Linked DNA regions of Rattus norvegicus: region 2 is linked to region 1. The links are chromatin contacts, called in public Hi-C maps. All regions are on one chromosome and are shown on one strand. The core of a region is the stretch at or near the end of the contact, and the rest is flanking DNA. Distances in the headings are between cores, read along the strand shown. Region 1 holds the start of Zfp703 (zinc finger protein 703). Region 2 has its middle 250 kb from the start of Thap1.

Region 1 (4,385 bases), core at 799-3,298:
GCCCCCGGACAGCTGACCTCCCACTAAACCAGACTTGCTAGGATCCAGGCCAGGCACGAACTGAGACGGGTAGCCGGCGTAGGCGCCCACAATGGAGCCGTGATAACCGATGCTGGAGGGCGGTAGTGGAAACACCGAGTGGCCTGGTTTGTAGGGTGACACTGGGGCCACGTGGCCCGCCCCCACCAGGGCGGAGGGCGGTTCGGATTTGCGCCCTGATGCGGTGGCCTCCGGGCCACCGTGAGCCGAGTCCCCGCTGCTGCCTCGGCTTCCAGCGGCTGGCTCGGGACTGGGTTTGGCTTCCTGGTCTTTCTTGTCCAGTTCCCCGCCGCCGCCGGCCCCGCCGCTGCCGCTCTTGCAGTCTGAGTGGTGTGGGGAACCTCCGCGGGAGCCGCCCGGCGAAGACGAGTTTGACGAGGTGGAGACCGCTGCTCCATGCGGGGGAAAGGGAGGGCAGGCGGCGCTGGGGACCCTGAAGCCAGCCTTGTCTCCCGGGGATGAGGAGGACGAAGAGGTGGTGGAGGACACCGACGAGGAGCCGCCGTCTTTGCGGGAGTCGCCGCCGCCGGAGCCCTTAGAGTAGGGCTTGAAGCTGGACTTGTCCTCCGCCGGGGAGTCCCCCAGCTGCTTGAGCGCCGCGGCCGCAGAGGCGGCGCCGGGGGCGGAGCGGCTCGGGTCTTTCTCGGATCCCAGCCCGTTGGCCGCCGCCGCCGCCACGGAGTTGAGCTTGGACGAGGGCGGCGGGTCGGGCTTGCCGATCTGCGAGCAGGTCTGGGCTAGCAGAGCCAAAGGACTCTTCTTGGCGTCCAGCTGCGGGAGACAGTGGCAAGGGGGAATGAGAAGACGGTGAGAATAGGAGACCCACCAAGTGCGCAGGGAGGCAGAGTCAGGCACCGGGGGAATGACGGGGGCCTAGAGAAGAGGGTCACCCAAAGAGGGCCTGGCTCTGGCGGAGCAGCTGGGCAGAATGGCACTAGCCTTGTGGGTTAGTCCCTGAGTGTGTCATGGGCGCTGGCGCGCAGGAGAAACGACTCAACAACGGCCCTCCCAGATAAAGATGACTTCGCTGTAATCGGGGTGGTGATTCTCCCCCCTTTTTAATCTAATTTTCCCATCTTTTTGGCCCAGGGAAAAACTTAAGCCTTTAGTTTGGGAGAACTTCGTTTGGGACGGGTTTCTGGTGATGGCGCTCGGGGTAAGAGTAGGGAGAGGCGCCTTCTAAAGGCAGAGCCGCAGTTGGCCCTGTGAGTAGCCCCTCCCTCTCTCATTCCCTCTCTCCCTCCCTCCCTCCCTCCCTCCCAGGGAGGACACCCTGAGAAGTAGGGTGAAGAAAGACCCAGGATCGCGAGTGCCTGGTTTTCTGCACTGTGCCCCACCAGGCCGCGGAAGATGCAGAGGGACACCTCTGGCTTCCAAGAGAACAGATCGGGGTGGAGGCGAGGGAGGTCCAGAAGCAGTCTTTGGACAGGACTCTAAGGGGCCACAGAAAAAGTAAAGGACTCTGGGCACCACAAGAGCAAATCCAGCCCTATAGAAAACATGCAGCTCCAAAGGGCGAGTGGGCAAAAACCTTCCACCCAGGAGTCTAGGGAGAACCTGGAGGGGTCTGATTCCTGCCTTCCGTCCCTCCTCAGGAGCTCCGCCAGCGTGGCCAGCTTCGGGCCTCTCGTCCCACTGAGCTACTGGGGGCGGGGGGGGCAGGGAGCAGAGCCAAGGGCCCAGCATGGGTGGAGGAGTGGGTTCAGTTCTAGGTGGGCAGCGCCGGGAGACTGACCTCAATGGGGCTGACGGGAGTGGAGGACAGCGGTTGCAGGTACTCCGGGTGCAGGAGGTGACCGGTGTGAGCGCTCAGCATCTTCAGGACCCTGATAGGGAGCCGGTTCGCCTGGCGCAGGGGGTCCGCCGGGGGCAGGAGGGACACCACTGCCGGCACCGCCGGCCTCTTCCCGCCGCCGCCGCTGCCGCCGCTGCCGCTGCTTTCGGGTGTCCTTGGGTTAGATCCAGCGGGCGAATCGCTCATTTGGAGGAGGCAGCGCCACTGGGGGGGCGGGGAGGGAGGGGAAGCTCCGGGAGGCGAGCTCCGGGGGCGGGTGGGCTCGCTCCGCTGCGTCGAACGCCGTGCAGCAGCCGCTGCGCCTCCGTGCCGCCTCCCCTCCTCCACCGCCGCCGCCGCCGCCGCCGCCGCCGCCGCCGCCGCCGCCGCCGCCGCCGCTAGCCCAGGCGAGCAACACAAAAACCTTCGCCTTCCGCGAGCTGCACGTCAAATAGCCGCGATCTGCAGCCACACTTCAAAGGGATCGCCGCGCCCGCCCAATCGCAGCTCTCTCCCGGACCCCGGGGCGGGGAGAGCGGAGGGCGGAGGCGGGCGCCGCCGGTGGGCGGGGAGAGTCTTAAAGCGCCCTAGCCCGTCGCCGCCTCCCGGCCTTCGCCGCGCGCTGGATCCGCTTTCCTTTGCGGGTTGTGCCCAGCTGCCCTAGCCAACGGGTCACACAAGGGATGGGACTTCTGGACACGGGCTCTGCGCCCTCTCCTGCGCTGGCTCTCCTGTTGCCCGCTGCTTCCCACTAGTGTCTAGGGTGGAGACCGGAGTGGGAACGCACGGCGCCTGCTCCGGTCCTAGGATCCAAGCCTCTCCCCGGGGCCGCCTGGGGGCGGACTACGCCTCGGGAGCTCGGCCGGTTCTCCGAGCTGCTTCGGCCGGTTCTCTTTCCCCTAATTGGCTTCTCCCGGATGTGTTCACTTGGAAGCACCGAAGCCTTGGGGGCATCCACTATTCCCTGGGCGCTGCCTGGACCCTTCCAACTACTTTGAGCTTGTCCAGTCAGACTGCAAATTGAAAGACTCCCTTCCAGGAGGGATGGTCTAGGTGAAGCGTGGTTGAAGGTTGCCTCCCTTGGCAAGGAGCGCTGCCTCAAAGCTCCTGGGACGCCCCGGGGGCGCCCTGAATTATTGATCGTGTTTAGGTGTGTTTCAGGGTTCTTGTCCCGTTTAAAGTCGTAAAGCTACCTCACCCTGCTGTGACGAGCTGCTGCTTGGCGGCGGCGACGTGGTTAGGAGTCGCATCAAAGTAGAGGCCGGTATCCTAGAGGAGGGGGGGGTGTCTCAGCACTGCAGAGTGATACAAACTCCAGAGACTGCTCTTGGTTTTTCCCCCAGGGAAACTTCGAAATAAAACTTTTTTTTTTATTGATAATAACAGTACCCTCTCGGATTCCCCCAAGCCTTCCGGAAAAAGTATGTATTTACACTTGTCAGAGATTTTTTTTTTTTAATTTTTACATAGTCATGGACCTGACCGTAAAGTTCTAGATTCTTGTCTCAATAAGCTGAGAATGGTGCTTTGTGTCCCAGCTCTGGAGTGACCACTTTTGCATGCCCTCAGTGGCCAGTGGAGGCGCGCTGGTGTCGCCATTCCTTTTGAATACCACTTTCCAGTTGTGATTTCTCAGTCACTCTGACCATCAAGTTCTGTCTTTGTATTGTGTTTGTGTTGCCCAGGACTATGTGGTTCTGAGTGCGTGGTGCTGACCCACGGTTTTTTGTTTTTTGTTTTCTTTTTTTCCTTTTTCCCTTTTTTCTTTTCCCTCTGACTCTGGTACCAATGACTCAACACAACGTGAGAACAAGAACTTTCAAAGGAATCTTCAAAGTGAGAGAAATAACTACTCATAGAACAATCATAAACTTTATGATGCTCAGGAAAGAGGACGGACGGACAGACGACGGCAGGCAGCTTTCAAGGCCACGCCAGTCACACACTAAACTCAAACTCTCCCTGGATGCACACGGATGGATAAATCAATGTATATAGAAATTGCCTGACTGTCCCCTCCCTCATCTTTAGATCTTATAAAATGAGTTGAAAAGGAATGGCCAGAGGTGCCCTGACCCTGACGAAATGGTCCACATTGCAGCAGGAAGGGCATGGGAACAGAAAAGAGGAGGATTTTCTCATTTATTTTATGGTGCAAAGATTTACTCCCTGCCCCAGCTCCCTTAAGCTCTGCTCACACCAGCCTATGCGTTCTGACCTCACAGTCCCCTGAAAACACTTATCTTTAAAATTCTTCTTCAGGCTGGGTAGGGAGCCAGCACCCAGGAGGCTGAGGCAGGAGGGTCACGTGATGAATCTGAGACCAGCTTGGCATACCTAGTGAGTTCCAGTCTAGCCAAACAGGGCTCCAGACCCCAAACAGGGTCTACAGAGTGAGACCCTGTTTCCTAACAAAGTTCACTGCAGGGTTACTTCAAACTTACCAGGTCCTTTGGCCTTCCGGAGAAAAGAGCAGATGTTAGGCTATAGAGGGATGATGGTCTTTGTGGATGTGTCGGAGGAAGAACTGGGAAGAAGGAAGAGTTTGGAGACAGAGATGAAAGTCCAGCTG
Region 2 (4,411 bases), core at 538-3,037, 570 kb after region 1:
TGCACTATTTTTAAGAGATCATTTTTATGTATTTTCAGAAAATCGAAAATGAGAAAAATAGACTGTTTATAAGGGTACAGTTCGGAACCTTTATGCTTTCTTCCTCTCAAGGCCTTTAAAGACCATCATACCACCAAGACATCCTTAAATGCTAAAGACTTTGTACAGGAACCTCACTCCTCACAGTGAGTCCTTGAACTTTGAAGACTTAAAAGAAAGAAGGCTAGTGAGGGAGGGTTGTTGAGGGAGGGCTATTGAGGGATGTTTGGTGAGGGAAGGCTGTGCGGGGAGGGCTGATTGGGGAGGGCTGGTGTGAAGACAACCGGTGAGATGGAGCTTGGTCCCCAAGTTGGACAGGAGCAGGGAGAGAGGATGGAAAGGCACTTTCCCAGTCCACTCTGGGTGCCAGGTATGGCTTATAAAAAGCCTGTTCTTCATCCAGAGAGACCCAACACGCACCACTTTTGTGAACTGTCCTCTTGGAGGCATCGGGGGATGGACAGACTTCTTCCTATGTTTATTGCCTTCGGTCTGAACTCTGGGTCTTGAGAATGGATGCTTCAGGTCTCTCCCATGGCCCCTAGCGAGCATTTTCAAGTCTTCACCTCTCAGACTGGACCCTGAGAGAGAGCGGCTTTTCTTACCTCCTAAAAGCAGGGTGGACGTTGGCTTTGGGTTCCTTCCCACCATCTGGCTTACTTTGGAAAGCTGAGTGGTGAATGAGAAATTGAAAAGTTCTGGAGAGTGACCAGCATGGCCAACAAAAGTCTAATTGCACTTTAAAAAGGTGGGGCGGCCATCTGGCACGGCGAAGACACTCGCTTTACATTTCTACTGACTGGTGTATGACTGAAGTCATTTACCATTAAGTTCTATTTGAAAAAAACGCTAGTAGACATTTAGGTAATATTACAGAGCAATAAATGTTTAAGAGCCTAAGGATTCTGAGCTCTCCAAGAGCAGTTCAGACCCAGATGCTAAAAACACTTCATATGTGTGCGCATGTGTGCCTGTGTGGGATTTCCACACGCCCCCCCTCCTGGTTCTTTCACCCTCTGAATTCACATTCTGAATTGTTTAAGACTTTCCTGGCTGTGTCTCCTCTGCCCCCTCCCTCCCCTTTCCCCTTTAATTCTCTTTTACACGGGGGTAGAAGAAGCATGAGGGAAATGTAGTTAAAATTCAAAATGCTTCCCCTTTATCATTACCATGAATCAACACAATAAATGAGCCCCTTCAGAGCTCGGTAATAAGAATTTGATAAATCATCAGCCAAAAATTAACTAGATGTCAAAACAATCTTTGGGAAGTGTGATGGATTAGGGGTGATAGCAGCAATTAATCTCCCAGCATGAGTTCACCAGACAGATACAATGTAGGGAGATGGATTGGGGGGTGGGGGGGGGGGGCGGGAATCCGGGCCTTGCAAGGTCAGGACACTCCTGCAAAGAGGGGATGGGGAGGAGTCAGGGAGAGAGAGAGAGAGAGAGAGAGAGAGAGAGAGAGAGAGAGAGAGAGAGGAGAGAGGAGAGAGACTGAGGAAGAGGAGGGGAAGAATGAGGAGGAGGAGGAGGGGGAAGGAGGGAGAGGGGAGGGGGAGGGTTAGGAGGAGGAGAGAGGAGAGGGAGAGAAGGAAGGGGGGAGGAGGAGGAGGGGGAGGGGAAGGGGGAGGAGGGAAGAGGAGGAGGAGAGAAGAGAGAGAAATCTTGATCCTCTGAGTAGCAACTGCAGGCACCCAGCAGCTAAGCCAGAGGTCAGTGAATGCCTTTGAAAAGCCTGATCTCCAGCTGCTCTCTGATGAGTCAAACTCCTTCCCTCTCTTGCTAATAAATGCCACAAGTCTGTTCATGGGGCTCCATGTGGCCTCCAACCAAGCGGCAGACACCTTGAAGGGCTTCGGTTAGAAAGCCAAGCAGGGTGGCACCTTGTAAACCCCAGCCTGGAGGAAGGAGGTCAGAAAAAGGGAGGAGTGGCTTGAAGGGGGACTGAGGGCTGTAACTGGTTCAGAAATGCAAGGCTGGGCCTGGAGACCTCCTGGCCCAACTGGAGAGTAGGGATGGCCACGTGCAAAGAGGAGGAGGGGCCCCTTCAAGCGCCAAGCTCATAAATCTCCCTTTTGGATGTGACTGCCTTTTTTGGGTTCTATTTATTTGGCCGATTTTTGAACAGGGTTTATATTATTGGAAGAAATTAAAATTGTCAGAGAACTTTAAAAAGGGCCCTTTTGTTTCCCTCCCAGCCGGGGAACCTCAAGTTGGCCTAAACTTGAAATGTAAACAGAATGGTGGCTGGGAAGGGACAAGAGGTGGAAAAAAGACACTAAAAGCAATCCTCAGCCAGGCAGAGCATGGGAACCTTTGTGACAGGGTCCTGTGTAGTATCTATAGTATTGTCAGGTGCTGGGGCCACCCCTCGTGGACCCTACCTCCCACACACACAGTTCTTTATTGCCTTAAATAAATAAATAAATAAATAAATAAATAAATAAATAAATAAATCCCTGTAGGGTTTACACAGTGAGATATTTGGTGCCACTCCCACTAACAATGGTGGGTGCTTACTGGCTTTCTAATAGTCATAAAGCAATATTAATGCTTGATAACTACCTAAGGCTCTCTGTTTACAAAGCTCTGTTAGGAGACCAAGGTCTAACTCGGGGGAGTTGACACACTTGTGGAACGCTGGTTTCCAGTACACAGCATAGTACTAGGGCTAGTCCTAGCTAATACAGTAATGTGTTGTATTTCGGTCCCTCCATTTGCAGAGAAGGTAAATTGGCAGAAGGGTTAGGTGGTTGGTGGGAGAAAGCTACCCCTGGTGTTATGGTTCAGGCGTGTGAACACCTGGTTCGGCTGGGCTGCTAGCACTATTTTCTGAGGTTGTGGGGCCTGGGGATGGAGGTGGTCCAGCGCTGGTCCAGTCTGCTTTCTGCTCAGCTGATTTATGGGAAGCTAATGTTAGCCAAGCTCCTACTACCGTAGACCATGCCGTTCTCGGGGGCCATGCCCTCTTTGCCAAGGTAGACTCTCTCCTGCATTGTGACCCTCAGGTTGATTCAGTCAGTATGTAAAAGTAAGTAGCACAGTGTTCAGAAAACACATGCACCTAACACACAGGTACACACACATACGCACATGTAACACACACATCTAACACAAACACACACCTAACATACACATACACACACAGAAACATACACACCCCTAATACACAGACAAACACATACATGCACATAACACACAAACACACACAGACACACACATACATACATGTAACACATACAAGCACACACATATCTAATACACAGACGCACGCAGAGACACACACCTAGCACACAAATATACACCTAGCATGCACAAACACACACCTCACACACACCTAACCCATGCACATATCTAACATACACACACACACACACACACACACACACACACACACAAATATACACACCCAACATGCACACAGTCACAAACATACACACACAGTACAAGCTCAGGGTCACCAAAAGAACCTTCTGAGTCCTGGGAACATTCACTTGTCCCCTTAGCTTGCTTCAGACACACAGGCAGCTTCCTGGTCCTCAGACCCACAGTGCAAGCTCCACCCACAGTCCTCACACAAGCTCCTCCCCACAGCTTTTTTTTTTTTCTGCTCCAAAGAGCATGCAGGCTAACTCCTTTCCATCTTTGCTAACAAGATGTCACCTTCTGGATGAGCTCTGTGCCCCTAGCAGCCACCTCCCTGCTCCCTGCCTCTCTTTTCTTTGCTCCGCTTATATGTAGCATGCTCACCCCCATAGGATGGATATTTACCTGTCTTCATGTCTGTCCCTCCCTCGTGAGGACATCAGCTCCCTCAGAAGACTGCATTCCCTTCTTCTGCATTTTATTCCCCACTGCACGCTGAACACCTACGATAACATCTGGAATAGCAGGTTGTCCCCCAACCCCACCCCGCAACCTCCCACCCTGTGCATCTTGAGTGAATGCTAACCACTTCCTGGGAGCGTCTGATTCTTGGGCCTCAGTACTGGGCTGAGACACAGGTTTAAGAGCTTGGGCAGCATAGGCCAGCCAGCCATCAGACCGAAGGCTGTTTCGATGGAAGCGGAGCTGGGACCTGGGGAGGCTCATGAGCCTCCGTCAGAGGATGGAGGATGCTGAAGCTTTGAGCTCCTTCATCAAAATCATGTGGAAATGGAGCAAAATCGCATAAAGTGAACTCAGGAGCGGGACCTGGAAATGGCTGAACTGGATCTCGGCACTGGGTCTCAGTCTTGTTCTGCCCTGTGAAGCTTAAGAGAACTAAAATAACCGAACTGCCTTCCCCTCCCTCTCCCCGTCCCTTCTCCTTCTCCCAATCCTCCCTCCTTCCCTACCCTCTTCTCTTCCCACTCCTCCCTTGTTTGCCT

The links. Hi-C and Micro-C count contacts between places; a contact is called where the count stands out from the background.
Region 2: a Hi-C map of Schwann cells shows a contact between it and region 1, with 6 times the contacts expected there. The contact joins the enhancer-like site here to the promoter of Zfp703 in region 1. A contact is called at or near these places in 11 of 12 Hi-C or Micro-C datasets (the A7r5 cell line, Schwann cells, frontal cortex and 6 more) and 1 of 1 datasets of contacts at active chromatin or transcription factors (oligodendrocytes).

Annotation. Positions count from the first base shown.
Region 1 is chr16:71,781,462-71,785,846 of GRCr8, forward strand. It overlaps Zfp703 (zinc finger protein 703), which reads right to left and starts at 2,049. Exons shown (of 2, transcript NM_001109425.2): 1 at 1,775-2,049; 2 at 1-810. The coding sequence starts at 2,020.
Region 2 is chr16:72,356,039-72,360,449 of GRCr8, forward strand. No RefSeq gene overlaps it. Among named protein-coding and RNA genes, the nearest start is that of Thap1, 250 kb to the right of the region's middle. Within about 2 kb of position 1,788, at least 4 of the 93 cell types and tissues checked have an H3K27ac peak or open chromatin away from gene starts, as enhancers often do. A contact at or near this core is called in Schwann cells, where this site is marked.